2 separate regions of the Sus scrofa genome follow, and region 2 is linked to region 1. Evidence: chromatin contacts called from public Hi-C data. All regions are on one chromosome and are shown on one strand. The core of a region is the stretch at or near the end of the contact, and the rest is flanking DNA. Distances in the headings are between cores, read along the strand shown. Region 1 has its middle 90 kb from the start of RANBP3L. Region 2 has its middle 94 kb from the start of SLC1A3.

Region 1 (2,706 bases), core at 145-2,644:
AGCCCCCAGACAGGCCACCGAGAGGATAGACGGTCATGAGCAGGGCAGTTTGTGTATTTGATTTGGATGATGTACAATGGTTCCTTTCACGTGTCAGCCTGCCTGGGCTAAGAGATGCATGATAACTGATAAAACATGATGTCAGGGTGTTTCAGGAAGAGATTAGGGTTTGACTCAGTGGACTGAGTAACAAACATTGCCCTCGCCATGCAGGTGGGCATCGTCCAAGCTGCTGAGCCAGGAATAGAACAGGAAAGTAGAGGAAGGGCACATTTGCTGTCTGTGTTGAGCCAGAACATCTGTCTTCTCCACCCTCAGTCATCAGCACTCCTGGATCTTCGGTCCTGGGACTGCAACCCAGACTTATACCAGTGGCTCCCCTGGTTCTCAGACCTTTGGACTTTGACTAAATGGCAACACCCCACAGGCTTTCTTGGTTCTCCTGCTCACAGGTGGTAGACGGTGGAGCTTCTCAGACTCTGTAATCACATGGGCCAGTTCCTCTGATACTCTCCTCATACCCATATCCACACACGTCTCTCTACATCTATATCCTGTTGGTTCTGTTTTTCTAGAGAACTCTGACTAATACAAATGGTCAGCGCACATTTTATTCTCTTAATTTCAACTGTTCTCTTAAAATTCAGAACACTCTTTTCTGGGGAACTGCTTGATTCTACCCAGCAGGTGAAAAGACCAGAGAAAACAGCAAACAGTCCAGAAGGGTCAGCAAGTGGTCTCATACCCAAAGAAGATCAAAGAGCCTGGACTCTGAGCTCAAAGCAAAATATTTGCATTACATCTTGCTGAGAACATCAGCATTGTGAAGAGGACATTAGGATGTAGGAGACAAGAAAAACCACTGGAGGATCCTGGGAATAACCAGGCATAAGAAACGACGAGCTAAAATGAACGGCTAGGTTTTTCCAGCTGTGATTTCCTAAGGAGCCACTGGGACCAGAGGCTGGACAAGTTGCCAAATCTTAGGATCCCAGTCTACTGAGAAGATGATCTAACCCTGCTTCTCACTACCATTCCCGGCAATGATTGTGCAAAAATGCAGATTACGTCTATGCCCTGGAATTTCTTCACCAGGATGACCCTGGATGAATTTTGCATTAAGAAATCCAGATTTACAAAATGGAAATTATTTGTGAAAAATCTTTCAGTTTAGAGAGTTACCACAGGAATATTCATGAGTGCACTTGAAAACTATGATTCCAGGTACGAAACTCTGATTTACCCATAGCTTTTCTAGAGCACATCTCCTGCTTCAAAAGAAACACTGTAAAAAAAAAAAAAAAAAAAAAAAAGTCCCCAAGGCCCAACCACATACAGCAGCTGAGTGGCCCAACTGGGAAATAACTGCAGAACCCCTTCAGACAAACTGGCTATGGCAGAGTGACCTGGCAGTTACTGAGTCCCTGCCAGCTCATTTGTGGCCAGTATTTTTCACAGATGCTCCCTGGTGAGTAGCAATTTCCGGATATTTTTCAAATGATTTTCATTCTGCCAGCTGGGCACAGTTCAGGGAATACAGCTTGGAGAACTCAGCCGGATGGACCAATCAAAGATGCTTGCCAGCCTGATTTGGATTAGACTGGATTGTTTGAGCCTTGCCCTGGGGTTGGCACACCCCCTGTTTTCCTCCCCTGTTGATTTCCATCCTCCACCCTCCCACCTCCCTCATCCCCTCTGCGCCTGTTATGAGCTCACCATGCAGCCATCACATCCCCTCCCAGCACCTTCTCCCCAGGCTGTCCCCATTAATGGGCAGGCGATTAGACAGAGTGAGAAGGATAGTCTAGGAATAGGAAAATTTAAGTATAAATCCAGTCCCCAGTTGTGCCACTAACTAGCTCCATGGCCTTGGTCAAGTTGCTTAACCTTTCTGTGTTTTAGTGTCTTCTTTGTTTAAAAGAGAGTCTATCACCCAAGTCTCACATAAGGCCTGGACCAAGTCATCCAAGTCATTCAGTTAAAGTTGCACATCTGATGATAGCCTACACACCCCCCACCACTAAATATGTTTCAGAGCTATTTCAGGACATAGGATTTCAGAAGAAAAGCCATGTTGGAGTTCCCTGGTGGCCAGAGGTTAAGAATTGTGTATTGTTACTGCTGTGGCTCAGGTTACTGCTTTGGCTTGAGTTTGATCCCTGGCCCTGGAACTTTCACATGGCAAGGGTGTGGCCAAAAAGAAAACAAGAACATGTTAGTTGCATGGGCCTGCTTCAGCGACAGACTAAACATTAAATTCAGAAGAAGACATGTCATCTATTATTAATGCTGCTTGGGGCAAGAAGAGGCTGAAAGAAATGCAGCAGCTATAAAAATCAATGGTGAAATGGAATTTATCACTTCTGTGTCAGTATAACCTCCCAGGACTTTTCCTCCAGGGTCCCAGAGTCCTGAATAATGAATAGCGAATCAAAACATGCTCTCTGTGACCTTCGGGATAGGTGGAGATGGAAGGAAGATAAAAGAATAAAAGAAAGAAGAAAAATTTGGGAAAGTTTAACTTTACTATACTCTAAATTAAAAACAGTGTTTTCTCAGTTATAAAATAAAGACATTTAGAGACTGTTGAAAAATATAAGTCATAATATAAAATCATTCATAATAGAAACAACCCCTGTCAACATCTTGACTGCTTTCATTCACCTTTTCTCATCTGAACACTATGAAAACAGTTTCCTTTATTGT
Region 2 (2,706 bases), core at 136-2,635, 260 kb after region 1:
CCAGAGGCAACATCATGGGATGCCCAGATTGAAGTTGTATCTGGAGACCTTTTCATCTGACTCTGCGGACAGGTGGCAGCCACCCAGAAGAAGGTGGCACTTAAGTATGGTTCACAGACCCCAAGATGGCCCACGTGAGGACCTCAGTGGGTTCAAATAGCCCTTGAAATTGTGGAGAAAGTTTAGTTTTGTTCATTTGTCTCTTTCTGGGGGAGAAATCTTTAATTTCCATCAATTTCTCAAAAGGTTCTTTTGACTAAAAAATTGGCAAGTCACTGATCAATTTAACTTTTTACAAAGCATCTATTTTTCAACGGCTCATTGGGGAAATGCTCACAGCCTGGGGCAATCAAAGCAGCCCTGGCCACCCTGAAGAGTCCGATATCTGGATACGGAAGCAATCAGGGACCTGCCATCAAAAAAAAAAAAAAAAAAAAATCAATCCACCTCAAAGAAATACTTCCTCCTGCAATCACCACTTTACTTCTCTTCCACAGCCTAAGCTGAATTTTGCCGCCTCACTCCCCTCACCCTCCAACCTCCACAGTCTCACCTGAGATTCTGGCTGTCAGCCTGTGGAAGATCTGGAGACGCCCTTAGAGTTGAGGGACCTGGCAGCCCTGTCGGGGTGTGGCCAAGGTGAGGGGGAAGCAAGCCTAGATCCCTCTGCGTGGTCGTCCCAGATCTGCTCACAAATGAAACTGAAAATTTTCCAGTAACACTTTTGTGCGTGTGTGTGTGTGTGTGTGTGTTTGATGAGTGGCTACACTCCCAACATTTTTAAAAAATCTTACACCGTGAGGATTTGGGGGTCTACGTGCTTCCCATATTTACCCCTTCAGCACCGCTGCTCCACCCCAAGCAGAACTCCCTTTCCAAGCTGAGAAGTCTCACTTTCCCAGTAAGATCCCCCCCTTTTTTTTGGTAAGCTTTTATTTATATACAGAGTGTTGAAAAATAGAGGTTTTAGCGCTGTCAATTGCGTGTGTCTGAAGGATGGGCTCATTTCCCGCTGGAAGGGGAGTGGGGACGGGGAGGGAGCCTCACGCCGACCTTCCTGGTGGCCCGCTGGGCACTTGACCTGACGCTGCTGTCAGTCATGCGGCCTCCGCGACAACGCGCTGCCCCTTCTCCCACCCGGGTGGTCCCAGAACTGGGGCAACAATGACCAGCTCTGTGTGGTCTGTTCCGGGGATGCCAGAGCGGTTGGGAGGCCCCATACCGAAAGCAGACTCTGAATGAATACGCCGTCAGAAAAAGCGGGCAAGGAAGAAAGGAGGAAGCTGATGGGTTGCGTTCAGAGGGAAAAGTGGGAGATGAGAAGTGTCTGGGCTAAAGGAGACGGGGTCCGGGGGAGCGATACCCACAATAGCCACCGGGGGGAGCCCGGAGCGCTTCGCAGGAAGGAACGGAACTCCTTCGCGAACTCGCTTGAATGAGCACAGGATGGAATTCCAAGGTTGGCAGTGCAAAAGATCGAGATGTGAAAGCTATCAAGGGGTTTAAAATTCTTCCCCACCTCATTTCCCTTTGCCCTATGGTCATCCTACTTCTCCCCAAATCCCCTTCCTTTCTGTCTTTTTTTTTTTTTTTAAGGACCTCTCCTGCAGTATATGGAGGTTCCCAGGCTAGGGGTCAAATCAGAACTGTAGCCACCCGCCTACGCCAGAGCCACAGCAACAGGGATCTGAGCCGAGTCTGCGACCTACACCACAGCTCACAGCAACGCCAGATCCTTAACCCACTGAGCGGGGCCAGGAATTGAGCAGAGCGGGGTAGGGATCTAGCTGTGTCTTCATGGATGCTAGTCGGGTTCCTCTACCACTGAGCCACTATGGGAACTCCCCCTTCCTTTCTGGGTATTTTGTTTTGTCTCCCTGTGCTCTGCTTCTCTCCCCTCGCATCTCCTTTTTTTGGATGCCATCCTGTTCTGGATTATCTTCCAGTGGCATCACTTATGTTACCTGAGTTCAGAACAGGTGCTCAGATAGTGGCACTGGAACGTTTTTAGCTGGTCTTCCCTCACTGTGCCCAAAGAACTGATGTCTCAACCTTCAGTTTGGAATTAGTCTCATTTTACCGAGTATACACATACAAATAGCGCTGTCAGGTAAAATACAAGATATAGGTTAAATCTGAAAACAAAGTAACAAATCATGTTTTAGTGTTACTGTGTCCCAAAATATTGCATGGGGCAACCTGTACCTTTTCCTTTATTTGGCAACCCTCCAAATAAGCAAAAGGACAAATTCAAGACAATTTGTTTGCCTCGAGGAAGTGAATAGTATAGGTGAAATAGTTTGTGTGATTATTAAAAATAACTATCCTAATTTTTAATATTTCTTTGCAGGCAAAAACATGCTTTAAAAGGCAGTTCAGATCTGAGAATATGTCTTACTATTTATTTGTTTGGGGGGCCTTATCACTCATTGTGTGCTTGTAAATCTTTTGGCTGCATTTAAAAAGCCTGATCAATCACTTTAAGACTTCGCAGAACAATCTTAAAGTAAATGGCATTTCAGTTATCCACACTTGAAATATTTTCAGACTCACATCTGCTTTTTCTCCTCCCCCCCCCTTTCCTTCTCTCACTCCTTCCTCCTGTGAGAACTCCCTGCCCCCAACTCCAAACATAAAATATTTTCTGTAATCCATTACAGGGCTGAACGATTTGGCATCCACATATTGTTTTCCAATGTGAACATA

The links. A called contact is a pair of places that touch in the nucleus more often than the background predicts.
Region 2: a contact with region 1 is called in a Hi-C map of subcutaneous adipose tissue, with 2.5 times the contacts expected there. The contact joins two enhancer-like sites. A contact is called at or near these places in 16 of 47 Hi-C or Micro-C datasets (adipocytes, alveolar macrophages, brain and 10 more) and 1 of 2 datasets of contacts at active chromatin or transcription factors (skeletal muscle).

The regions. Positions count from the first base shown.
Region 1 is chr16:21,701,142-21,703,847 of Sscrofa11.1, forward strand. No RefSeq gene overlaps it. Among named protein-coding and RNA genes, the nearest start is that of RANBP3L, 90 kb to the left of the region's middle. Within about 2 kb of position 1,395, at least 15 of the 83 cell types and tissues checked have an H3K27ac peak or open chromatin away from gene starts, as enhancers often do. A contact at or near this core is called in retroperitoneal adipose tissue and subcutaneous adipose tissue, where this site is marked.
Region 2 is chr16:21,966,111-21,968,816 of Sscrofa11.1, forward strand. No RefSeq gene overlaps it. Among named protein-coding and RNA genes, the nearest start is that of SLC1A3, 94 kb to the left of the region's middle. Within about 2 kb of position 1,386, at least 13 of the 83 cell types and tissues checked have an H3K27ac peak or open chromatin away from gene starts, as enhancers often do. A contact at or near this core is called in retroperitoneal adipose tissue and subcutaneous adipose tissue, where this site is marked.